2 separate regions of the Hordeum vulgare genome follow, and region 2 is linked to region 1. A link is a contact called in public Hi-C data. All regions are on one chromosome and are shown on one strand. The core of a region is the stretch at or near the end of the contact, and the rest is flanking DNA. Distances in the headings are between cores, read along the strand shown. Region 1 has its middle 33 kb from the start of LOC123427358. Region 2 holds the start of LOC123427358 (beta-fructofuranosidase 1-like).

Evidence for each region. Hi-C and Micro-C count contacts between places; a contact is called where the count stands out from the background.
Region 2: a contact with region 1 is called in a Hi-C map of leaf, with 1.9 times the contacts expected there. The contact joins the promoter of LOC123427358 here to the enhancer-like site in region 1. A contact is called at or near these places in 2 of 6 Hi-C or Micro-C datasets (leaf and seedling).

Annotation. Positions count from the first base shown.
Region 1 is chr2H:569,310,914-569,317,381 of MorexV3_pseudomolecules_assembly, reverse strand. It overlaps the pseudogene LOC123428664. Among protein-coding and RNA genes, the nearest start is that of LOC123427358, 33 kb to the left of the region's middle. Within about 2 kb of position 3,366, at least 2 of the 3 cell types and tissues checked have open chromatin away from gene starts, as enhancers often do. A contact at or near this core is called in leaf, where this site is marked.
Region 2 is chr2H:569,343,795-569,350,262 of MorexV3_pseudomolecules_assembly, reverse strand. LOC123427358 (beta-fructofuranosidase 1-like) reads right to left here and starts at 3,168. Exons shown (of 7, transcript XM_045111384.1): 1 at 2,546-3,168; 2 at 2,349-2,357; 3 at 1,293-2,164; 4 at 1-135. The coding sequence starts at 2,960.

The sequences.
Region 1 (6,468 bases), core at 2,117-4,616:
TATGCCGAGCTTTGCTCCACCACCCAGGAGACCTGAGTTTGACCACAACCCCTGTGCCTTTTTTACTTCTCATTTTTGTGTAAAGTTAAATGCTTTCTAAAATATTCATATTTTTCAAAACTTAACTCCAAATCTAGCATGTTATATATGAAAATCGCTTCGAGCAATGTGAAGATTTTAAATATTCTATTATCTTGCATGTTAGTTATTTCTAGAATAAACTTTATGGTGCAACCTTAACTAGTACCTTCTCTATATGGGGTATTTCAGAAATACCTATCACATATGTTTCCTATCCCATTTAACTTGAGTAGATATGATAGTTTAATGCTCTCACAAAAGACAGTATTCACACTATAAGGGATGTTGATTCCTACTAGCTACCATATGCTAAAGAATACAATAGTACATAGTCATCCAATTTCTCATCGTGCACCATAACCAACCAATATACGTCGATGTACTCTAAATGGTTGTTAACAAGTGGCTTAATTTTGATCTCCTATTTTTTGGAATTGCAACCATAAAGATTTTTGGGAACAACTTGAGTACATTTCAAAAATCATCCAATCATTAAAGTTTTGCGTAATACCACTTATCATGTTATTTGTTGTGTGAAGATTTGAAGAGATTTGCTGATATCGTCCAATGTGTATAAGGACATGTTTGCTACTCTCTCCGTCACAGTTTATAAGGCATGCACGTATACCTAGGTCGTCAATTTGACTTATATAAAATATATTGTTTAACATAAAAATTATATCATTAGAAAATAGAACATCTAAAGTTTCTAATGATATATTTTTTGTAATATATGCCTCTCATTAAGTTGATCAAATTGACGACCTAGATACATGTGCCGAACTTATAAACCGAAACGGAAGGAGTAGTAAAAATCTAACATAGGAGTAGAAGGATTCTCCAAAACATTAATTGTGGTTCCTCTTAAGGTGCCAAACTGGTGCTGGCGGCGAATGTAACTAAAGTCTACACTCTCCAGCTGCTAGACTTTTCTTCCACGCAATTCGTGCAGGTATGGAGCACAGAAGGTGTGGTTTATTGCATCGTATTGCAACCGTGGTTCTACACTTACTAGAATCTCCTTCATACTCATTGTTAGATGTGTTGTTCATTGATCGAGTTATCAAAGACTAGGAATAGAGTTCAACTGTTCATCATGTAATGATTTTGTAATTTTGTATTCCACGTGGTGTACACGGTGAGATATAGAAGGAAGCAAGCTATGTTTGCCAAGTCATAAGAAATGATCGTCTAACAATTTAGATTAAACAACGTCTCACTAACCATTTTCTGGAAACAACTAGCGTACGGTTTGATAGCTGTTTGTATTTAATATAAGTGCAAGACTTTCTACTTTGATTTTTTCCAATACTGAGATGCTGATCGAGCAGTTTTGTGTCGTGACTCTTCCAATCCAACAGAACAAAAGAGACCAAGCAACAACTTTGGGTTCTGCAAATAAACGGGAAATTCAAAAAGGGCACGCAGGTGCGGGAGCATCCTGTGAAGCCTTTCCCCGCTAGCCGTTTGCCTCACGATCCGTAAAATAGTTGGATTCCGCATGAGGCACAATAGTTTAATTTTTTTTTAAATTGACACTTACATTTTGCATCTGAAACTTGTGACTTTTTCGGTCGCCCGTATCCAGTTTCAGACTTAAAACTTTAAGGATATTTATTGTACTAAAGTTGTGATTTCGTAGGTCGCTCGTACTAAGTTTCAAAGGCTAAAACCTAACAGAATATATTTTTTAACTAGTCAAGATGTATTAAAATTGAATCTTATTTGAAAGCCCTCGTCATTAGAGACATAAATATGAAAACATAATTTATTTGGACTTTTCATTCAAAAAATATGAAAGATTAAAAACTGGAAAGGAAAAAAAAACAAAGGGGAGGGACTACCATCTGTTGGGACTAGACGATTCTGTGCCCAGGCTCGGCTGCACATGCGATGAACAAAAATTTCAAACAAAATGCTAGAAAAATTCAAAGAATTCTGAATGGTTTTTGCATGCAAGATAATTTGATGCGTGAGGTGCGTTTTAAATTTCAAATCATTTGAATATCTAAGTAACTCTTAGGAAAAAGGCAAATTTAGGGTCTTTGAAAAAGTTTATTGTTCATATATTGTGCTGGTCCGATTTATCTTTTTTGCTCAAAGCTACTCATATGTCTAAATGATCTAAAATTTAAAACATGCCTGTGGCAAAAAAGATTATATTCCATGAAAAAAAATCATTTTTTTAGAATTTATTTAATATATTCTATGAATTTTCTCTTTACGGGATGCACAAGAGCCTAAGCGCGCTCTGGATATTCGTACAGGTTGCCTCTTTTTTTTGTTGTTGTCGAGGGTGTGCTATGTGATGTCGCTGCTGACATAGCCAACTTTGATCAAGCGTAAGTCTTTCTCTTTCTTTTTTTTTTCCTGTGCGGGGAGAACAAGCTGGTAAGTACGGAGATGCTAATTGGAGCATACAAAACATAATCCCTATGTATGGCGCTTCTCCCGGAAGCAAACCGAGACAACAAAACGTGCCCGTTTGAACAATCCATGCAGACCAAATGGCCACCAATATAATTATCCACCGACAAGAAAACCGAAAACGACGCAGTTAACTGAAGCAAGTGAATTGTTGCACGCGACGGTCTGGATCTTCACACTGCGAAGCAGCTTGCCGGTCTGGGTCATCAAACAGCGAAGCAGGTCCCCGACCGGTCGGTCTAGCTAGCTGCACAGCCGAGTGATTGGGAGGCCAGTCGGATACGGTACGTACGTGGAGCGCCTCCGATCCAAGCGCTCTGAGCGGAGGGTTTAATACGCCGACGGGGACTTGATGACGGCCGGCGGTGCGGGGTCATGGATAAGAACATGCATAATAAGCCTGCCGGCGGCCAGCAGAACCACCGGAAATCCAGAATGCTCGCGCGCATGCTGCCGGATCCAGCACGTGTGTCCTTTGCGCCTTGGCTCGATCGATCGCAGGGCGGGGATGGGGACTGCGTTTTTTCAGAAATGTTCATGGTGTCTTTGTAGAGAGAGAGATACGATAGGATCGGTCCTGGATAATTACGGAGTGGTAGTTTTTCCAAACTATAACTGTTATGTACAGTTGTTATGTCACAGAGGAAAAGTATGATGCGACCGTGCGTGCGTGCGGCTCCGTTTTCCTCCACGTTAGTTGCATCAACCGATCTGTCCACGGGACTGGTGGGCCGTGCAAAGTTGATGCGCGCGCGCGTCGATCGGACGGCGATCATCCGACCTGTCCACGCGACCGGAGACGCGACGGAACAAAAAAAAGCAAGAGTGACAAGGAAAGCTCCGACCCCGATCGGTAAAAAACACGAGTACCGATCGCGATCGGCCGCATGGCTCTGTTTCTCCCGTGCAGTTGAGCCAATGTGGACCGACCACGCGCTAGCCGACGCTTCCGTCAAGTCGACCGCTCGGTTCGTGGCTCGTTGTGGCAGACTTTGAGCGTTCAGTTTGCCAGCTATGATCGGACGTGACCGTAAAGAATTTTGGAGATGTGTTGTTTGATTTTCTTATGCGTATCATAAGAAAATACTCCCTCCGTCTTAAGTGTAGTTGATCTATATCTATATCTATATATATATAATTTATATTTATACCTATTCTAATAATAAAGAGACTATCGCTTCCGTCGGAAAATCCACCGAGGTGATTTTATAAAAAAGCCCTTACTGTTTATGACATTAAACTCGTAATATATATTAAATATTTTTTTAAATACTCATATCTTTTAAACCGTAACTTCAAATTTAACATATTATACATGGAATTTGATTAGAAAAATATGTAGAATTTAAATATGATATTATTTTATCTGTTAAACGTTTAATAAAAATACTATCTAGGGTGCAATCTTAATAAATAAGTCATTATTCGTCTTTCTTTCATACCGGTACTCATCCGGGTTGGGGATGAACACGTCAACAAAATCAGGATTAGAGATGAAACTGAAGGTCACTTGACTGATTCTTTGTACGTATTAAATCTACATGCAAGCCGTGTTAAAATAGAAGACCTGTAAAATTTTGAACTGCATTTTTGTAGGATAAGACCATCTTTATTTGTATCGTAACTATAAATTCTCAAATTATAGACATTTTTTATAAATTAAGAGCGTGTGCTGTGTGGTATTTCTTTCTCCCGTTGCAACGCATGGGCCCTTTTGCTAGTATATATATATATATATGTATATGTATATGTATATATATATATATATATATATAATATAATAATAATAAAAAGGCTATTGCTTCCGTCGGAAAACCCACCGCGGCATTTTTATAAAAAAAAACTATATTTTTTGTTATTCAATCCGTGCTCCATCATTTATCTGCAACGTAAAAGAAAAAAACGATTCGCACTTAAAACCATAGAAAGTTAACGGTTGTGATTTGACACTCTAAAACTAAGATGTACCAAGGGTGAAGATAAGACAATGAGTTTTTTTTTTTGAAGGATTAGGCAAGGACTAGATTTATACTATTACAGGTGTGAATATTAGGCAAGGAGAGAGAAGTACACTATTGTACGTCCAAACTCAAAAGCACACACGTTGGTTTCCTGCGCCAATACGCGTAGCCAAACAAGCATGCACGTGCTACATTCTACATTAGGCGAGGACACGCACGTACAGACTTGGAAGCACACGGATTAATTTCCAATGGAACCATCTATACCCAATTCGAACTGAACAATCTTTGGACTAATATTTTTTGACAAATAATCTATCTCCAAGAGACACGTACAAATATGTGTAATAGAAAGACATCGAATATATTACAACAAAAAATAAGGGTTATATCCAACTAAAAAAAGACGTTTCCATCGTATACATAGAAGATATCTTTACCTAATAATAAAGATGCTATCGCTTTCATCGAAAAACCCATTGCGGTGATTTTAAAAAAAGTCCTTGGTGTTTTCTAAAATTAACCAGCAATCCAATTGATAAGTGAAGCTGAATCGGTATGTGCGGGAGAAAAAAAAACACCAAACCACCCACGACCTTACCTCCCATCTCCATCGCCAGCGCGCCACCACCCCCTGCCACGGCGCCGTGCGCCGCCGGCCCCAACTCCTCCAATGCTCACCTCCGTCCCCGCGCGCCACCGCCCCATATCCGGGCCTCCCCGCGCGATGGTCGAGGCTCCGGCGGGCGAGCCGCTGGGCGGAGGAGGCGGAGAGCCGGTACCCGCGCGGAGGAGGAGGCGAAGGCAGCCGCCGCCGCCAACGGGGATGGGGACGGGGACGTGGGCAACAACATCTACACCTCTGAGGACGAGGGCACCGAGAACTATGGTCGTGGCGGCTACCACGTAGTCCGCCCCGGGGACAACTTCAAGCAGGGCGCCTATGTCATGGAGTCGAAGCTCGGTTGAGGCCACTTCTCCACCGCCTGGCTCGCCTCGGACACCGCCAACTCCGTACGTGCTCACCACCCCCTCGCCTCGCCGTGAAACCCCGTGTTAAAATCACCCCGCTGCCTCTAAGATTCGCTACGAGGATATGTAGGAAAAAAATATTGATCTGGATGCAGTTGTCTGCCTGCCCACCAACTGTTCGCTCTTTTGTCACAGAGCTCATATGCAGAACAACTAAATCAATTTCTCATTATTACTGTTTTATCCGTCAACCCTATCGCACTACACGAGATATTCTCATGTTTTACGCCACTTGCCTAGAGGCTCAGGCTGCTCGTGTCCAGCGTTTCTGAATCTTTTGGTTATCTGTGCAGAGGTATGTGGTCGTGAAGGTGCAGAAGAGCGCACAACACTACTCGGAGGCTGCCATGGATGAGATCAAGATCTTGAGGCAGATTGCTGACGGTGACCTTGAAGACTCCCGTTGTGTTGTTAAGCTTCTTGACCACTTCAAGCACACACGCCCCAATGGGAGCCATGTCTGCATGGTGTTTGAGTTTCTTGGTGATAACTTGCTCACCCTAATAAAGTACATGGACTATCGTGGCATTCCGCTTCCAATGGTTAAGGAGATATGCCGGCATGTGCTCATTGGCCTTGACTACCTCCACCGCGAGCTTTCGATTATCCACACTGACCTGAAGCCCAAAAACATATTCCTCGTGTCCACTATTGACCCCTCAAACGATCCCTGGAAGTCAGGTGTGCCACTGGTGCCGCCTGCTGCAAGGGCCATCGAGCCACCTCCAAGGGCTCCTGCCCGACCATCAACGAGTAGTGGCGTCACCAGGAACCAACATAAGAAGATCCGGAAGAAAGCCAAACATGTAGTTGCTTCAACTTCAGAAGGCAATGGGGCAGTGGCATTCGCCAACATAGACGAATCAGATGATAAGGGAGATCTGAGTACAGCAAATGAGGGCAGTCCTAGCCAGGATGGGGACATGAAGAGAGGAGGAGGGCATAGGCTGGGCAACAAAGGGACTAG
Region 2 (6,468 bases), core at 1,919-4,418, 33 kb before region 1:
CACGACGGAGCCGGGCGGCATGTCGAGGCCGTCGAAAAGCTTGCCGCGCATTCGGAGGTTCTCCACCTCCACCACCGGCCACTGCAGCAGGTTGCTGCCCGTCTTCGTGTCCAGGAGAACCGTCCTCGGGATCGACTGCAGGTTGATAATGGATGTGGTTAGTTATTACCGTGCTGCATGCGTGCTCTGCGTATGTCGCGGTACGACTTATGAAAGGCAAAGGAGTACTGATGTGATTGTGAGTTCGTGACTGAAGAGGGGTGGATGGACGTTCTGTGGAGAGGCAGCAAAACGAGGAACGGCAGACTGAACTTTGTTCGCTGCATCAGTTGTTAAAAGGAGGAAAGAATCTGAGGGTGTCATTAATATTTCCTTTTTCATACATGTATGTGTGCCAGTCCTTGATGCCAGTGTGCATATATGTATGCACGTATATCTGGTCATCTGAACAAGACAGTGCCTATAGTTGGTTGAATCTGAACAAGACAGTGCCTAGAGGGTTTTCCACCTTGTCAACCAGCTCATGGCAAATATTTGAACTTTGTATATACATGATTTTGCCTTAAATCAATTAAATTTAATAAAAAGAGGCCAGTCTTTTCCTCCCGTTTGAAAAAAAGGAATAAAAGCGGTTGAATTCACAAGTTATTCCTATCACTAGCAAAAAAAAATCCGCCTGGAAATGGACAAGTAAAAAAGAAATGAAGCGGCAGAAAACGACCTTTTAGTCAGTGCATCAGAAGGGGTTTTCGCTGACTAATCTCGATCACTACGAGCACGCCTTATTTTGAATTTTAAGCTGAAAATCCTTCGCCGTCAAGTAAAACCCAACTGAAGTACCCCGCCAAGGCAGGCACGTTACGCCTGCGAATTGGAGCCTTTGACTCCTACGGCAACTAAGTTGCTTGAAACAATCGGAGAGGAAGTCGCGGTCATCACCCGGAAACGATTGCTAATTCGCCCACGGCACATTGCAGACAAATTGCATTTCGCGCCAGTGCATCGCGCCAGATGCTTGCCGATCTGTCCGGGCCCTCTGGACAGTTGGTTTGTTTTAAGAAAGCAAGAGAGACGTGCAGCTCGTTTTGGATAAACGGATGTGGGTCCCAGGTCCCACATAAAGATTTGGTTTGTTTTCTATATACACCTCGTGGCCGGTGGATGGACCCGTGGAAGTCAATGGGTTTAAGGCGTACAGTAATGTGCATGGACCAGGCCAGAGACTGATGCACGCATAGACAGTGCGGCTCTAGCATTTCAATAGCCACAAATGAAAATGAGACCAATGTTACCTGGAGGGACGCCCAGCCCTTGAGGACGTCGGCGCGCTCGCTGTCGGACTCGCCGATCCAGCCCCAGAGCACGCGCCGCCGCCCCACGGGGTCGTAGAAGGACTTGGACGCGTAGAACTTGCCGTAGTCGTACCGGAGCCCGATCCCGACGTCGATCGCCGCGTCGTCGGGCGTCCACCGGTCGGTGCCGGCGTCGTAGGTGCCGATGCCGTAGTAGTCGTGCCGGTCGTCGTCGAGGCTGGCCTTGAGCACGTGCTTCACCCCCGGCCCCGGCGCGGTGGAGGTGTCGAGCCCCACGTCGGCGGCGAGGTCGGCGGACACCGGGTAGAAGTCCACGCACTCCCACATCCCGGTGCCCTGCACGACGTGCAGCAGCGCCGGCAGCAGGTCGTAGTGCAGGAAGTCCTCCGTCCTGTACACCAGCGCCAGCCCGGCGTGCTCCTGGTTCTTGGACCCGATGGTGATCCGCCAGGCCCTGTCGGTCGGGTTGAGCCACGCCGTCGTCGGGTCGCGGAAGTCCGTCAGCCCGATGCCCGGCGGCGGCACGAGGACGGGGTTCGACTCCGACTTGGCCCAGCGCCGCAGCAGCGGGTCCGACGGGTCCGCCGGCTCGGCCAGGAGCTGCACCTGCACGGCGTCCTCCGTGGAGCCGGTGTAGAGCATGACGATCCTGCCGTCTGGGAGCTGCGTCGCCGAGCCGCTCCAGACGCCGTTGATGTCGTACCAGTGGTCGGGCACCATGGCCGGCGGCAGGTGGAGCCAGTGGACGAGGTCGCGCGACACGGCGTGGCCCCACGTGATGTTCCCCCACACCGCCCCGTCCGGGTTCCACTGGTAGAAGAGGTGATACCATCCCTTGTAATACAGTGGACCTGCAAATGTCACGATTCACAACAATTAATACATGAAAGCTAGGAGTACATCATACTAGTAGTACGATTATTGGGTCGTGCATTGATGCCACGACGATCTAGCTAGAAACGCTGAGAACCATAAAGCATCCGTTCACAGCATGCATGTGCATGGATTGATCGACCGGCGGCAACAACGACTTACCGTTGGGATCTGGCAGAGAGGTCGATGAGAAGAGATGGATCGGAACCGTGCGTGCGCAAGACGTCCGTGACAAAAACGCAATGCCAAGTTAGCAAAACCGAGATGGAAATGTTTGTATCAGAGACGTACGTATCCAAGTTTCAGCGTATTGAATTATTATTAGACAGAAGAAAGAGTAGCGATGGCGACGTATCTACCGTTCATCCAATTCTTCTGGGGCTGGAAATGGAACGCCGTGCGCTGCCACGCCAGCATCGCGTTGGTCCAGTCGTAGGCGCCGCCGCCGAGGAGCGCCGGGGCGGTGGACTTCTCCGACACGCCCTGCACGACGCCGCGGGAGGCCGCCACCTCCACGACGCGGCCCGCGGACGCGACCTGGTCTCCCAGCGCGGCGGCCTGGCCGTCGCCATGCCCTTGCCTGTAGACGGCGAGGCCGGCGAGCGCGAGGAGGAGCACGGTCCACGCGATGGCCGGGAGAACGGTCGACGGCCGCCTCTGCCGTGCCGGAGGGCGCCGACCCTTAAGGTTGGTCTCGGGAAGCAGCGGCGCGTTCGCGATCTGGGCGGCGTCGTGGACGCCGTCGTCCACGATCGCCGAACCGGCCGGGGTCATCGCTGCGCGCTAGCTAGCTAGGTGGGCTTGATCGAGCTAATTAATGGTGGATGAGATGCATGCATACGGGCATACGGCGATGGAGCACTTTCTGCTTTGTGTGTTTCACGGAAAAAGTATGAACTACTGGACCGATCGAGAGAGCGATACGGACGCCGTAGCCGGTCGATATTTATAGACAGCCGAGCCTTGTATGGAAGAGACAGGTGGTGCAGTGAGGCGATGATCTTTTTGAGCCCTTTGTTTCGGAAGGAAAACATCGCTGCCGGAGGAGGCGGGAAAGAAAAGGAAGGAAACGGCTACCTCTTCCGTCCAGACGTACGCTGGGTAAACGGGGTCTATGAGACCGGTCATCATGCACCGGCCATCCGAAGCAATAGGAGGAGGACGGGTCAGCGACCAGGACCCGGTTCATGTGGGTCATAGAATCAACCTAGCGCGTTTGATGTAATAAGAGAGGACCTAACGGTCATGCTCTTTCTCTACAAGGATGTCATGCTATATATGCAATCAGCGCCTATCTATCTAGATGCATGTTGTCACAAGTGCGAGAACACTGTGGGGTACACCGTGGGGTACGGTTTCCCTTAGGGAGTTTGGTGCTCATTTCATGTAAGCATGCATGAAGACCTACTTGTTTCGAGATTTTTTATTTCAAAATGATGCCACAAAGAACGTACTATTACCATGAGTCTTGCAGCTCTCTACGCGATAAGCCCCCCTCCCCCCCCCCCCCTATGTGTGATGAATGTTGTATTTTTCCATTGACAATCTTTTTTTTACTATTGGGTCATCTCGCCTCATCATAGTCACGTTGGTGCGTTCTTTTGTGCCGATGTGAGAACGGGGCTTGACTGTGTGATCGGTCACTCTTTGTGTGGTGAAATCTTCTTCTTCAGGGCCTTGGTTCGGCGTGACCATGGCCTTGACTCCTTCCGACCTCAACAATGACAACCTAGATCTTGTGATGGGGAGGCTTATGGTGATGGGTCATTGGCACGGTCAGGAAGAATAAGACAGTCCACCCTAGGAACTTTGATGCAAAAATAATCGAGGGGTGTATGTACTGTTGATTTATATAATAGGCTGAGTGCCTTTCCGAATTGAAATGATTAAGACACTACAAAAATGGTGTCCAATAAATTACAAAAAACATGGCAATCACCATGTCTAGAGTTTTAATACCAAGAGATAGTCATAAATATGACATGCAAAGGTGGATTTTCTCCTTTAAGTGTGTCTATAGTCCACTCTTAAGGATGGTATGCTATTTGACCACCATCATATCTGTTGCATCTTTGTGTTTGAGCCGAACAACATGAGCAAGAGGCACGATGTCAAGTTTGTGAGAGCGACCAAGCCATCACTGGGAGAAGTAAGGAAGAACCTTCTCCTTTCTTCCAACAGAGAAGCGAAGGAAGAAGCACGTGAGGTCAATGACTCCAATGCAAAGGTCCAGGATGAGAGGTATTGGACGGCCCGAGGCTTTTGACTTTATATTTGTACTTGTGTGTCATGCTCTCCGGGGTATCTTATAATTCAACCTAGAACTCAAGGATTTATCTCTGGTTTCGCTTTTTGGTACCCCGAAGATAAATCCACAGATGGTCCACGACTCCAATCCCTTGGAATACCGAACTTCTCCTAGACCTCCAACCTTTAATGCAACATCAGGTTTGGTTGGGCCACCCCTTCATGGAGAACCTATATAAATTATATTTAGGTCCAGGTTCAGGGTTAGCAAAGCATTTAGATTAACCAACAAAAGGAGCTTTGCTCATCTTATCCTCCCTTTGAGATCCAAGGTCTACTTACGAAAATGTATCCAAGACCATCATTTGATGGTGAGGTATGCTACTCATGATGGAGTTACTTGATTTCCCTGAAAAGGAAAGGTGATGTGGCACAACAACAGAAAGTATTTTCCACAGTTAAGAAACAAGGTTTATCAAACCACTAGAAATCACTAAGCTACCAACGTTGGTAGTACATGCACACATACAAATAAATTACTTGCACCTAACAAATGTAAGGGGGTGTCGATGTTCTTGCTAGCTACAAGATCAAAATCAAATAGTGATAGGGCAAAGCGACAAGAAAGTAAAACGAAGTAAAGAGAAATTATTGTAGAAGTTTTTGTCTTGATGGAAAATATACCCGAGGGTCATAGGTTCGCTAGTGGAATCTCTCTCGAAAGCATGTAGTGGCATGGTAGAAAAAATTTGTTGGGCAATTTCTAGAATAGCGATAATTATAACTATGATCATTCATTGCCATATAGGCATTATGTTTGTGATAAGTAGATCGTTAAATTTATTAATGTATACTACTATTACTCCAACTAAAGAGTGAAGACGGCTATCTAGGATGCATCTCAAACTATTATTTTTACAAGAAACGGTGTGACACAATAAGGAAGATGACATAATGTAGACAGAAGAAAACCTAGCAATAAAATTAACCCCATCGTTTTATCCTTAGTGGCAACAACATAATACAAGCATTTGTCCTTACTGTCACTAGACAAGATCACCACAAGATTGAATCCACTACTATGCACCACTCCATCTTAAGAACTATACATCTATCTTGGCCAAAGAAGACTCATAGATCGGAAAGCATGCATAGTTATAAAATTACAAATCAAAGAAACTTCAAGAGATTAAATAAATTAAATAAACAATCTAATCATGAAACTTCAAGAGATTAAAGAAGACTCATAGATCGTAAGGGGGTGTCGATGTTCTTGCTAGCTACAAGATTAAAATCAAATAGTGATAGGGCAAAGCGACAAGAAAGTAAAACGAAGTAAAGAGCAATTATTGTAGAAGTTTTTGTCTTGATGGAAAATATACGCGAGGGTCATAGGTTCGATAGTGGAATCTCTCTCGAAAGCATGTAGTGGCATGGTAGAAAAAAATATTGTTGGGCAATTTCTGGAATAGCGATAATTATAACTATGATCATTCATTTCCATATAGGCATTATGTTTGTGATAAGTAGACCATTAAATTTACTAATGTCTACTACTATTACTCCAACTAAAGAGTGAAGACGTCTATCGAGGATGCATCTCAAACTATTATGTTTACAAGAAACAGTGTGACACAATAAGGAAGATGACATAATGTAGACAGAAGAAAACCTAGCAATAAAATTAACCCCATCATTTTATCCTTAGTGGCAACAACACAATACAAGCATTTGTCCTTACTGTCACTAGACAAGATCACCACAAGATTGAATCCACTACTATGCACCACTCCATCTTAAGAACTATACATCTATCTCGGCCAAAGAAGACTCATAGATCGGAAAGCATGCATAATTATAAAATTACACATCAAAGAAACTTCAAGAGATTAAATAAATTCAATAAACAATCTAATGAAGAATTCACAATTCATCAGATCCCAACAAACACACCACAAGAATTACATCACATGGATCTCGAGAGATATCATTGTATTGAAGATTAGGATAGTTATGTATGATGAGATTGTTTATA